2 separate regions of the Mus musculus genome follow, and region 2 is linked to region 1. The links are chromatin contacts, called in public Hi-C maps. All regions are on one chromosome and are shown on one strand. The core of a region is the stretch at or near the end of the contact, and the rest is flanking DNA. Distances in the headings are between cores, read along the strand shown. Region 1 overlaps Nenf (neuron derived neurotrophic factor). Region 2 overlaps Gm32200 (predicted gene, 32200).

What was found. Hi-C and Micro-C count contacts between places; a contact is called where the count stands out from the background.
Region 2: a Hi-C map of CD8 T cells shows a contact between it and region 1, with 2.8 times the contacts expected there. The contact joins two enhancer-like sites. A contact is called at or near these places in 2 of 484 Hi-C or Micro-C datasets (CD8 T cells and the G1E-ER4 cell line) and 3 of 9 other capture datasets (adipose tissue, liver and pancreatic islet).

What each region holds. Positions count from the first base shown.
Region 1 is chr1:191,304,841-191,310,855 of GRCm38.p6, forward strand. Nenf (neuron derived neurotrophic factor) reads right to left here. Exons shown (of 4, transcript NM_025424.3): 3 at 5,079-5,182; 4 at 1,947-2,249. The coding sequence ends at 2,073. Among named protein-coding and RNA genes, the nearest start is that of Nenf, 10 kb to the right of the region's middle. Within about 2 kb of position 1,776, at least 19 of the 459 cell types and tissues checked have an H3K27ac peak or open chromatin away from gene starts, as enhancers often do. A contact at or near this core is called in CD8 T cells, where this site is marked.
Region 2 is chr1:191,443,422-191,449,360 of GRCm38.p6, forward strand. Gm32200 (predicted gene, 32200) reads right to left here. Exons shown (of 6, transcript NR_151615.1): 3 at 2,145-2,165. Among named protein-coding and RNA genes, the nearest start is that of Gm31987, 14 kb to the left of the region's middle. Within about 2 kb of position 3,185, at least 102 of the 459 cell types and tissues checked have an H3K27ac peak or open chromatin away from gene starts, as enhancers often do. A contact at or near this core is called in CD8 T cells, where this site is marked.

The DNA of each region.
Region 1 (6,015 bases), core at 526-3,025:
AGCCCCTTCTGAACCTGCCCTTTCTGCAGCCCACGAAGCTGCCCAGATTTCTGTGTGCACTGTCCTGTCAAGTCTCTGGTTTGGAATCTCAAAGCGAGAGGCTGGTCGTACTGAAGAGAGGCCCCTCTGCAGTGGGGTGGTGCTTTGAACGGAGAACAGGATGGGGAGCCTGAGGCCAGCGGGGAAAGCTGGGCCCTAATGGGGCAGGATTAGGGGGAAGTGTGGGCAGCCAGCCTTGCTGGAAAATCCCAGCCAGGCTCGGAGGTGTTGCCCTTCTGTGGAGACCAGGGCCTGAGGAATGGCATCGCAGCCTGCTGCCAGGTCAAGAAGACACAGGAAGCCATAGGCTCCTAAGTCAGGCTTGTTGGGTGTTTTTGAGGGCTGTGCATCACTGATTTGTACCATCTGTTTGGGTCAACATGTCCCCATACAGTGTACATTGGCTCAATGAACAACTTTTGGAATTCTAGGCCTGAGACTTTCTGTTCTTGGTTGCCACTGTAACTGGGGCATCCCCTTGCCAAGACAGTAGTCCCCACAGGTTGGTAAAGAGTGCAGAGATAAATCACTCTGGAGATGGCTTCAGAGCCGTGTCTGTGTTATTACATGGGAGCAGCCTCTCATACAGAGAAAGCCTATCAGTTGTGATGCTTATCACATTACCTCCGATTGGAGCAAGCAAGCACTCATACAGCCAGGGCCACAGGGAAGGCGCCATGGCAAGTGCAGACGTGTTCACAGGCCAGCCACTGGCAACTCACACTACTTCAGAATTCAGTGTTCTGACTTCAGGAGCACGGTGTGCCTTGCAGCTGCCGGGTCACGCCTCCATTTCTTCTACGATAGCGTCATTACGCCTGAGTGGCCACCAAGCCCTGGAATGTACCATCAAGTATGGCAGCCTGCTCTCTCTGAGGTGTGGGGATGGCCAGGGATGACTTTCTCAGGGCCTCTGGTCCAGCTGAGTCTTCCTGAGGTACGAGGCTAACTATGCAGTTCCCAGGCTATCCTCTAGGGGTGCCAAGTCCTGGGGCAGGGCTCCAGTCTCTATTTAAAGTAAAAATTCTATTTTTTGTATACACACACACACACACACACACACACACACACACACACAGAGCAGGGAGTCATACAGGCTGGCCATGAACTCAATACATAGCTGAGGACAATCTGGGACTTCTGACCCTCCTGCCTCTACATTCTGAGCCCTAGGATCACAGGTGTATGCTACCATACCAGTTATGTGGTGCTGTGGCTGGATCCCAATCTCATGCATGCTAGGTAAGCACTCTACCAAATGAGACACACACACACACACACACACACACACACACACACACACACGGCCTCTTGCTATTCTATCTATCTATCTATCTATCTCTCTCTCTCTCTCTCTCTCTCTCTCTCTATGTGAGTGTTTTGTCTACATGTAACTTTGTGTACCAAGTATATAACTGGATAACTGGTGCCCACAGAGGCCAGGAGAGGGCATCAGATTCTCTGGGACTAGAGAACCTGTGAGCCGCCATGTGTATGCCGAGAAGTACATCCAAGTCCTCTGTGACCCCCGACCAGGCTCCCTGCCAGTCTGGCTGCAGCCAGTTCCTGCCACCGCTTACATGGTCCTTACCTCCTGGCCTCATCACAAGCAGACATGGACATCAGGACCAAGACAGGAACCTCACCCCTGCAGGCCGTGCATAGGAAGTGCAGAGACAGGAGAATGCTTCTGCAGCAATGGGGTTGTTTGCTTAATGTATCCTTACTACAAAGGAGATGTGGTTGTGGTAGGGAGTGTGGGGAACACAAGCGAATGTAGAATCGGGGGTTCTTCACAGCGCACTGTGACGTTGGCCTTTAGTCACAGCTGAGCACCCACACACACACCTGCTGGCGGGCAGGGACACCAGGCAGGCACGGCCCCTGACCAAGAACCATACACAGAGTCTCCCAGTTAAACATTCGCTTTATTCAGCTGCAGGGCACTCGGAGGCTTCCTCCGCTTGTTCCGAGGGACACTTAACTCCTGTCCCCTCACTTCTCCCTAGAACCGGCTGCTTCTCAGCTAGACATCAGAATTCGTCCTTTATGTCAAAATGGGGCTGGTCTTCAGGCTTGAAGTCCAGGTTGGGGCTGCCATCCTCGTTGAGGATCCTTCGGGCTGTGTAGCCAACAATGGGGTACTTGGCTTTGTACACCTTGCTGAAGACGTCATCGAGGGCCTCCAGCTCCTTGGCCGTGAGACCAGTCTTGGGGAGAAGAGATGGGAGAGAGAGATGAGCAAGCTGAATTTGACAAGTTGTGACTGGCACTGTCCTCTCTCTGGCCCTGCCTTATCAGCCCCAAACTCCAAGTGCAAAAGAAAAAACCATGCTAAAAGAAAACGAAAGAAAACAAAGCAAAGCCTTTTTTAGGAGAGAGCAGGTGCACAGCCCGCCATCACAGATTCTGGGACCAAGTTTCTTGCATTTGGGGAAATGGCAGCGGTCAGCACACGTGGAGACTCACCCTGGGAAACTGCCTTTGTGTTCATGGCGTCCATTCTCGCCAGAAAAATATGGGGGAAAAACCCTCCATCTTAAATCAAAGAATGAACTTTCAAACTTTTAAAGAAACAGCTCTAGGTATGCAGGGTATGTACACAGAGGGTAAGTGAGGAGTGTTTACAGGATGTTAGTGCAGGATGCATGTGTGGGGGGTGTGAGCAGAGTGTTTGTGGGGGGCGGTGAGCAGAGTCTCTGTGTGTGCAGGGTGTGTGAACAGAGTCTGCGTGTGTTCTGTGAGAGCAGAGTGTGGGTACAAAGTGTCTGTACAGAGAGAGTGCTGGGTGTGTGAGCAGGGTGTGTGAGCAGGGGAGCAATGGCCTCATCAGTTTTGCTGGTCAGCTGACACAGGAAGTATCTTCCACAGAACACCCAGTCCTGGGTGGGCAGCACTGCAGCCTGCCCACCTCTCTGTCGTTATTAAACATTTAAGTACAGCATCTGCTGTAACCTGGACTGAGGATGCCCCTTGGTGAAAGGTCCATGTGTCAATGGTTTGGTCTCCAGGGTGAAGTTACTGGGAGGTGATGGTGCTTTTAAGGGGCGTGGCCTAGTATGAGATCCTTACATTGAGAGTGTGCCCTCCAGAGGAACTGTGGGACACAAGACACTTCACTCTCTCCTTTGCTTCCTGGTCATAAGGAGCATGGGCTTTCTCTGCCACATGCTCGAGCTCTGAGATCAGTCAGTCCTGGATTGAAGCTTCCAGAGTAAACCCTTTCTCTTTAGATGTTACTTAGACGTCTAGAGAGACAGCTTGGTGGTTACGAGCACTTTCTGCTCTTGGAGAGGACCCAGGTTTTCTTCCCAGCACGCCCATCAGGCAGCTAGCTCCAAACTGCCTTTGACTCCAGTTTCAGGGGATCTGGTGCCCTCTTCTGGCCTCTACAGGTACGTGCATGCCAGTGGTGCACATAGACACACATACAACGAAATAAAAATTCATTTTTAAAAAGGTTATTTGTGTTAGATATTTTGTTACGGTATGGAAGGCAGACTAAACCCTTCCCACTAATTTCTTTCTATAATGCTGTGGCTTAAGAAGTTGACTCACTGGGCTGCAGAGATGGCTCAGAGGTTAAGAGCACTGGCTGTTCTTTCAGAGGTATGAGTTCAATTCCCAGCACCCACATGGTGACTCACAACCATCTGTAATGAGATCCGGTGCCCTCTTCTGAATTGCAGGCACACATGCAGATAGAACACTGTATACATAATAAATAAATAAATCTAAAAAAAGAGAATTTGACTTCTCACAATTTTTTATATTGATTTGATAAGCACAATTCAGGTGAATGCCAGGCAATTGTAGCATTTACTATATAAAAATTACTATACTATGTTGTGGATATTACTATATAAATTTTTGTTTGTTTGTTTGAGACAGGGTGTCTTAGTCAGGGTTTCTATTCCTGCACAAACATCATGACCAAGAAGCAGTTGGGGAGGAAAGGGTTTATTCAGCTTACACTTTCCACATTGCTGTTCATCACCAAGGAAGTCAGGACTGGAACTCAAGCAGGTCAGGAAGCAGGAGCTGATGCAGAGGCCATGGAGGGATGTTCCTTACTGGCTGGCTTCCCCTGGCTTGCTCAGCCTGCTCTCTTATAGAACCCAAGACTATCAGCCCAGAGATGGTCCCACCCACAAGGGGCCTTTCCCCCTTGATCACTAATTGAGAAAATGCCTTACAGTTGGATCTCATGGAGGCATTTCCTCAACTGAAGCTCCTTTCTCTGTGATAACTCCAGCTGTGTCAAGTTGACACAAAACTAGCCAGTACACAGGGTTTCTCTGTGTAGCCCTGGCTGTCCTGGAACTCACTCTGGAGACCAGGCTGGCCTCAGAACTCAGAGATCCGCCTGCCTCTGCCTCCCGAGTGCTGGGACTACAGGCGTGCTATAACCAGGCCCACTTTTAACATGCTGTGGTCTTCTGCACAGAAGCATGAGCACAGGGAGGGGCCTTGATTCTCCAAGTCCATCCACTAAGCTTCGGCAACTACCAAGAGCAGGACTCAGAGATGTGTGCAGCGCACACAGATGCCCAGCTGACGAGTCCACAGAGTTTGGACTTAAGTCTGTAGGCAGTGAAAAGCCAACAGAGGCTCCTAAATAGGGTGACCCAGAGAGCAGTTGGCTACCAAGCCACATACGCTAATTAATAGGCTTATTAAGAAGTTTTGTGGGCCAAGGAGCTTGTTCAGTGGTAAGGCATTTGCCTAGTGTGTGTGTGTGTGTGTGTGTGTGTGTGTGTGTCGGGGGTTGGGGATGTCTACATTCAAATCCAGAGTAATAAAAGAAGTCTGATTAATCCAGAGACTTAAACAAAACAAACAAAACTAAAAACAACTGGGCTCAGTGGTACACACCTTTAATCTCAGCCCTTGGCAGTCCTGTGAGTTTGAGGCCATCCTGGTCTACCTAGAAATTTCCAGCCTAGACAGGGCTACATAGTGACACTCTGTCTTGAGAACCAAGAATAAACCCCACAGAATGGGAACGGAACGTTTTGACAAAGGCTTATCCGGCTTACAGTGTCGTGAGTGAGGTCTGCTGGATCCAGTGACATCTTGGCCACACCTCTGCTGGAGTCCTTCCCGGCCAAGGCATTGTAGGGGGCTCCTCGTCCATAAAACTCTGCAGCAGGGCGGAAGGAAGAGTGTGGGTATGCATGGATGGAAGCCAGGGGTTGGGGGGTTCTCCAGACTCCCCAGTTCTTGGAAAGGCTATAGTTCTGAAGATGAACTTCACAGGGCAGATGGGAGGCCCAGGCAAACTTATGGTGTTGCACCTACCCAGAACACACCTGTCAGCTGAGAGACTGCAGAAAACACTCAATGAAGTCTCTTTAAAAACTAAAATGTAGGGGGCTGGAGAGATGGCTCAGTGGTTAAGAGCACTGACTGCTTTTCCAAAGGTCCTGAATTCAATTCTCAGCAACCACATGGTGGCTCACAACCATCTGTAATGGGATCCGATTCCCTCTTCTGGTGTGTCTGAAGACAGCTACAGTGTATTCATAGATATAAAGTAAATAAATAAACAAACCTTTTTTTAAAAAAATTAAAATGTAAGTTATGCTTAATGATGCAGGCCTGTAGTCAGAGCTAGAAAGGAAGCTGGTGTAGAACTGCAAATTCAAGACCAGCCTATGCCTGCCTCAAAATAAGTATTCTTAAAGGGGGAGAGAGGCTAGGGATGTGGCTCATTGGTACATAAAGCCCTGGGTTAAATACTGTGTGTGTGTGTGTGTGTGTGTGTGTGTGTGTGTGTTTGTCTATTTATCTGTCTGTCTGTCTGTAGGGTGTATGTCTGTAGTGTGTCTCTCTCTGTGTGTATATATATTATATATATGTATATATATGTATATGTGTGTATATATACATATATATATATACATATATATATATGGAGAGAAAGAGTGTGTTTATATGTGTGCCTGTGTGTCTGTCTTTAGAATGTGTGTATGT
Region 2 (5,939 bases), core at 1,935-4,434, 140 kb after region 1:
AGACATCCAGCCTTGTGGACTGAACAGCTGCTGGATTCTTGGACTTTCCATGCATAGGCAGCCATTGTTGGATTAGCTGGACCACACCCTATAAGTAACTCTAATAAATTCTGTGTGTGTGTGTGTGTGTGTGTGTGTGTTCATTCTATAAGTTCTGTTACTCTAGAGAACCCTGACTAATAATATGGAAGGCTCATGTCCCTAAAGCCCTCCACTTTATCCCCTCCATATGCTATTCTTAAACCACGTTGAATGTCTTGGTCTGTTGAGAAGGAAAAGGCTTGGGTTCAGTTTCACTTCTAGTCAGTCACTCAGTTATGTCTTTCAGGAAGCTTCCCACGTCCCTCCCAAGCAAGACTGGAAAATCCTCAATGTACTAATGTTCTCTCTTTCTCTCTCTCTCTCTCTTCTTTATTTCTAGATTTTGCTGAGTTCAAGGAGGGCTGAGGATACGTGTTATTAATTTCTTTATCCTTAACACTGAATTAGTTTAAGAACTAACAAGCATATTAAAACAGGAAGGAAGAAAGAAAGGGAAGAAAGCCGAATGAAGGAGGGAAAAATTCAAGCATGATGGTGCATGTCTATAATCCCAGTACCCAGGAGTCTGAGGCAGAACGATTAGGAGTTCAAAGTTAGCCACCACCACCCCCCCCCACACACACACACATAATGGGGAATGAAAATCCTGGGGACATGACAGCATACTGAGTCTAGTTTTGTAGGCCTTCCAGTGGCTCTGAACAGTGTCTCTCAAATCCATTCTCCTCTGTGTTTGATCTTTCAGCTTCCACTCCCTGGTATTAATATAAAAATAGGATGCATTTATATGTGCTAAGTCACCATGATGACTTTTGGAGTCCTAGGCTGTCAGCAAGCTTGTAAATGTCTCTACTGACAGCAAGGCATAAAACCATCACCAAATACAAACACTGGTCTTTTTCCTGGTCACAGATACACGCTCTATTCCATGGACAAGGTCACTCACTTCTTGTGAACATAAGCTGTCCACGACAGCCAAACACGTGCCCACACACACCTTCAAAGAAGAGAACAAAAAAGTTCTTAGCAATTAATTCCCTGATGAGATCACTTATGGCCATCTCCACAAATGGAGAGGGACAAGGCCCAGAAAAATACAGAGAAGAACAAGAAAGCCAGATAGCCAAGCAATTAACTGTGGTGTGTACATGCATACAGACTCCACAGTGAAACTCCCTAGCAATGTTTTGCTCAGATTAATGATTAAATGGCTGTGTGTATTTTGACTAGAAGCCAACAGCTGGGCAAGGTAAGAGGGAGACATGGTGCCACGGTCAGCCAGGAATGAGAATCAGTCAGGCTTCTGTGCAGATAACCCAAGGCCTTGCACATGGATTCCCCCCAGGACTTCAACTTTGTTCTTTAGAGAAAGGTGTTTTTTTTTGTTTTGTTTTTTTAAGTCCAGACTGACTTCAAACCCATGATCCTCCTGCATCAGCTTAACAGTGCGGGGATAGCACAACATCCAGCTAGCTTCTCAAAATATTTAGCTCACCCTCTGACCCAGACCTGACGTTTGAACCAATGTTGGTTGTGTCTGGAGGGCAGAGTCTGGGGCTCTGAGGTCTGCTGCTGAGAGTCCTCTCCCCTCCGAGGAGCATGCCTATTCTTGACAGCCCACCCTTTCAACAGCACGTTTATTCCTCTTGATTCATTTTGTGCTCAGAAATGTCATTGCTGTGTGCGGAATCACGTGGGAGTCACCTGTTAGGGAGACTAGAGGCAAAGACAATCCAGTGCAGACTCCTATTTAGACAATGCCAGATGTCCATCTTGTCTCAGAGACGTCTGGGGGAGCCCAGGAAGGAAGACAGACTCTGTGGTTTATGTAAACTGTCAGCTTGGCAAGACCTAGAGTCACCTACTTATTTATTTATTTATTTATTTATCTATCTATTTATTTATTTATTTAGAGACAGGGTTTCTCTGTGTAGCCCCGACTGCCCTGAAATTGGCTATGTACACCAATTTGTCAGACTCAGAGACATCTGCCTGCCTCTGCCTTTGGCGCCCTGGGATTAAAGCCATGTGCCACCATGCCCAGCAATCTTAGTTACATCTGCTGTTGCTGTGATGAAACCTCAGGACCAAAGACAACTTACGCAAGAGAGAGTTGATTTTGGCTTTCGGTTCCAGAGGGCAAGAGTCCGTCACGTCACGGTGGAAAGCCATGGCAGCAAGCAGTAGGCATGTGGAGCAGGAACGGAGAGCTTACATCATCATTCAAAAACAGGAGTCGGAGAGCCGAGTGGACATAAGTAAGGTTTTAAACCCTCAAAGCCCACCCCTAATGGCTTACTTCCCCGAAGTGAGACCATACTTCCTGAACGTCTTCAAACAGCTCTACCAACTGGGGACCAAGTATTCAAATACTAGAGCCTATGGCGTGTGTGTGTGTGTGTGTGTGTGTGTGTGTTGGGGGTGGGGAAGTTGGGGGGCAGATAGGGGTGACACATCTTATTTAAACCACCAGAGTCATCTTTGAGCCAAGTCCTCCGGGCACAGCTGTGCAGAGAGTTCTAGATTAGCTTATCTGAGGTGGGTGATGCACCTGGCGGCCGGATAAACAAGCACCCATCGGTCTCCTGACTGCAGATGCAACGTGACCAGCTGCCTTCCTCACGGTGGTGGACTGCCGGTTCAAGGCATGAACCAAAACAAACACTTCTCTCCTCAAGCGGCTCTTGTTGGTGTTTGGTCACAACAAGGGGAAAGGTGACTAACACAGTCTCCTTCAGTGAAATGCACTCCACAGCAGGAAACCACACTCCTCAGATCAAAGGAGGGGGTCCCTCTCTGAGACTTCTTCCCTTTCTGCCTATCCTTTTCCATCCACATTTAAATTTAAAAAAAAAAATTTTTTTTGATGCAGGGTCTTATGTAACCTGGGCTAAGGACAACCTTTCTATATAGCACAGGCTGACCTTGAACTCCTGACCTTCCTGTCTGTAGCTCCCAGTTCCTGAGATTACAAGTGTGTGCTGCCACAGCTGCCCGCCCCCCCTCTATCCTCTTTTACTGACCACCTTCGTGTTAGGTTCAAGAGCAGAGAATACAGAACAACAACAACAAAAACTAGAGAGCGTGAAGCACTGGGTAGTAGAGCTAATGAATAACCAGCAAGTTCCATAACCCGCCTTGTGCACCTGTATCTCAGGGCCTGCTTTGACAGCAGGGCCTTGGTGGAGGAGGCTGCTGCCAGCAGCTCATTCAGCTAAATCAGTAATAACGTGGGTCTCAGAGCATCTTCAGCACTGTGCTCTATAATAACAGAGGAGAAATATATCCTAACTAAATCCAGGGTAAGGGTGTTGACTGGATGTGTGAATGTGTGTGTGTGTGTGTGTGTGTGTGTGTGTGTGAGAGAGAGAGAGAGAGAGAGAGAGAGAGAGAGCCAACACCAGCTTTAGCTCACTTGGTAACTGAGGCTGGCTTCAAACTTGAGATCCTCCTGTTTCAGTTTCCAAGTGATCGCATTACAGATACCATGTCTGGTTTTGACTGACTTTTGTTTGGAAAACACAAAAAGTCTTCTAGAAGACATTGCTGGATATTGCAGGAACATGTTACATGGCCTGAGAACAGGTGAGATGAGGTAGCTATTGTCAGCTTTTTTTAAAGCATAATAAAGGAAAGAGTGAGGAGAATGTCTTCATTTTTGAGAGATGTGTAGTCATGTATTTTAATTGACCTCTACATATCTCTACATTGAAATAGTCCAGAAAAATAGATGTATATGATAAGATGTAAGCAATAAGACCATCATGCGAGGTGTAAGAGTGTCATCCACGCAGTTCTTTCTATTGTACATCTGAAATTTTTCATAATGAGAAAATGTCCTGAGCACAATGCCTCACATCTATAACCCCAGAACTTGGGAGGCTGAAGAACAGGGCAGCCTGGGCTATGTAGCAAGACTCTGCTCCAACAGACAAAAACAACAATAACAAAAAGCAAGACAAAACCAAAACGAACCATTCTCTGTACTTGCAGTCGGCATACAAAGGCCTTTAATGAGCAAGACCTTCTACATGTTGATCAGCAGATAAAGGATTGCAGATACTTGTCATAGGTGATGCTGAGTGACAATATGCATTGTTTCCTCCGGTCGCTATGGCAACACAGCCACACACACACACACACACACACACACACACACACACACATGGGCTTTCCTTTACAGAACAGAAACTGAAGCCTGGTAAAGTGAAGAAGTTTATCCCAAGTCACGCTCTGGCAGCTAGCAGGGCCAGACCTAGTCAGGCTTTGATCGGGCTCTGTATTGCCTGCTCTTAACTGGTACCCCTCTGTTTATAGCTGCTCAGTAAGCCTTGAAAGTTAATGTCCAGTTAAATCCTTGTGACAGAGTCCATTGTGGTGAAGGGCAACCTGTCCACCTGCATATATAAACAACCATCATGAAGTCTTTCTGCTGAGGCAGGAAGAAGGGAGCTCTGGTGGTTGCTGGGGGGCAGGGAGTAGGGGGGAAGGCCTTGGGAGAGTGAGGGCAAGAATGTGGAAAGATCATGCAAGGAGGGAAGGAATGGGCTTTGCCCTGTGGACCGACAGTTGTCAGAGGCAAATGAAGTTGTGCAGCAGGTAGTTGTGAGCCAGCAGCAGACAGAAAGGCTTTTCTGACATAAGTAGGAAGGTTGTGTCTGCCAGGGCTGCTCTTCATGATGAAGTCACAGCTGACAGCCCTCAAGGTGTTTCTTCCCACCAGAGGCAGCAGGCACAGAGAGACAGTTCCACATTGCCATCACCAGTAGCCTGAGCAGTTCTCTTCATCTTTCAGGAAACTAGTCTCAGGTAAAACGGAATCCTTGGTTCAGTGCAGAAGAGATTCTCGGGGTGGGCCTGTATGCAGCAGAGCTGTGCATTTGCTAAGAGCTGGGTAAGCACAGGCATTCGAGGAGACTAGGTATGCCTGATATCTCTGAGAGAGCCACTCCCCACTGTCTTCACTGTAGCTGTGAAGCCTGTGCTTGGTGTTGTTCAAAGCTGTTACCTCTAAAGGGTTGCTAAGGAACCTAAATGGGGCTACAGGGTGGATCCTGAGGGCAGCAGGCTGGATTTCAGTGGATAAGGTAGAGGGGTTACAGGAAGGCAGGCTATCTCTACTGTCAGTGAGGTCATTGATCTGTTTCTAGAACACACCCGGGATAGCAAGGAGGCCTTACCATGGTCTTCATTGTTATTGTCACAAGAACTATCCTTATATGGAAGGACACTGTCTGTCTCGATGTTGGGACCATCACAGAAAATCTTGATACTTGTGTGGAAATTCTGGCTTCTCTGTTGGTAAGGATCCAACCAGATTCCTGATGATGGACCCTTTCCCTTCCCGTGTCCCCACAATTCTGTTCTCTTTTCTTCATCATCCTTGTCTTCTTTTAAAGATAGGGTCTCACTCTTGGTCTTTGGCTGACCTGGAGTCTACTATGTGCATCAGTCTTAAACTCAGAGAAATCCTCCTGCCTCTGTCTTCTAAGTACTGGTGTGTGTGTGTGTGTGTGTGTGTGTGTGTGTATCTTATTACTTTTTAAAAGATTTATTTATTTTTATTTTATACGTATGGCTGTTTGCCTGCATGTATGTATGTTGTGTGTATCACATACATGCCTGGTACCTGAAGAGACCAGTAAAGGGCACTGGGTCCCCTGGAACTGGAGTCATAGACAGCTGTGACCCACCAAAGCCAGGTCCTCTGCAGGAGCAGGGAGTACTCTTAACTGCTGAGCCACCCCTCCAGTTCACCTTTCAGTGTCTTCTTCACGCGTGTTTTATACGCACTGATGGTTGTGCCGAGACATTTTCATGCATGTACACACTGAATTTCAATCATCTTCACCCTGTCACCTCCCTTTCCTTTCCTACTCATCCATGTTCCCCATCTT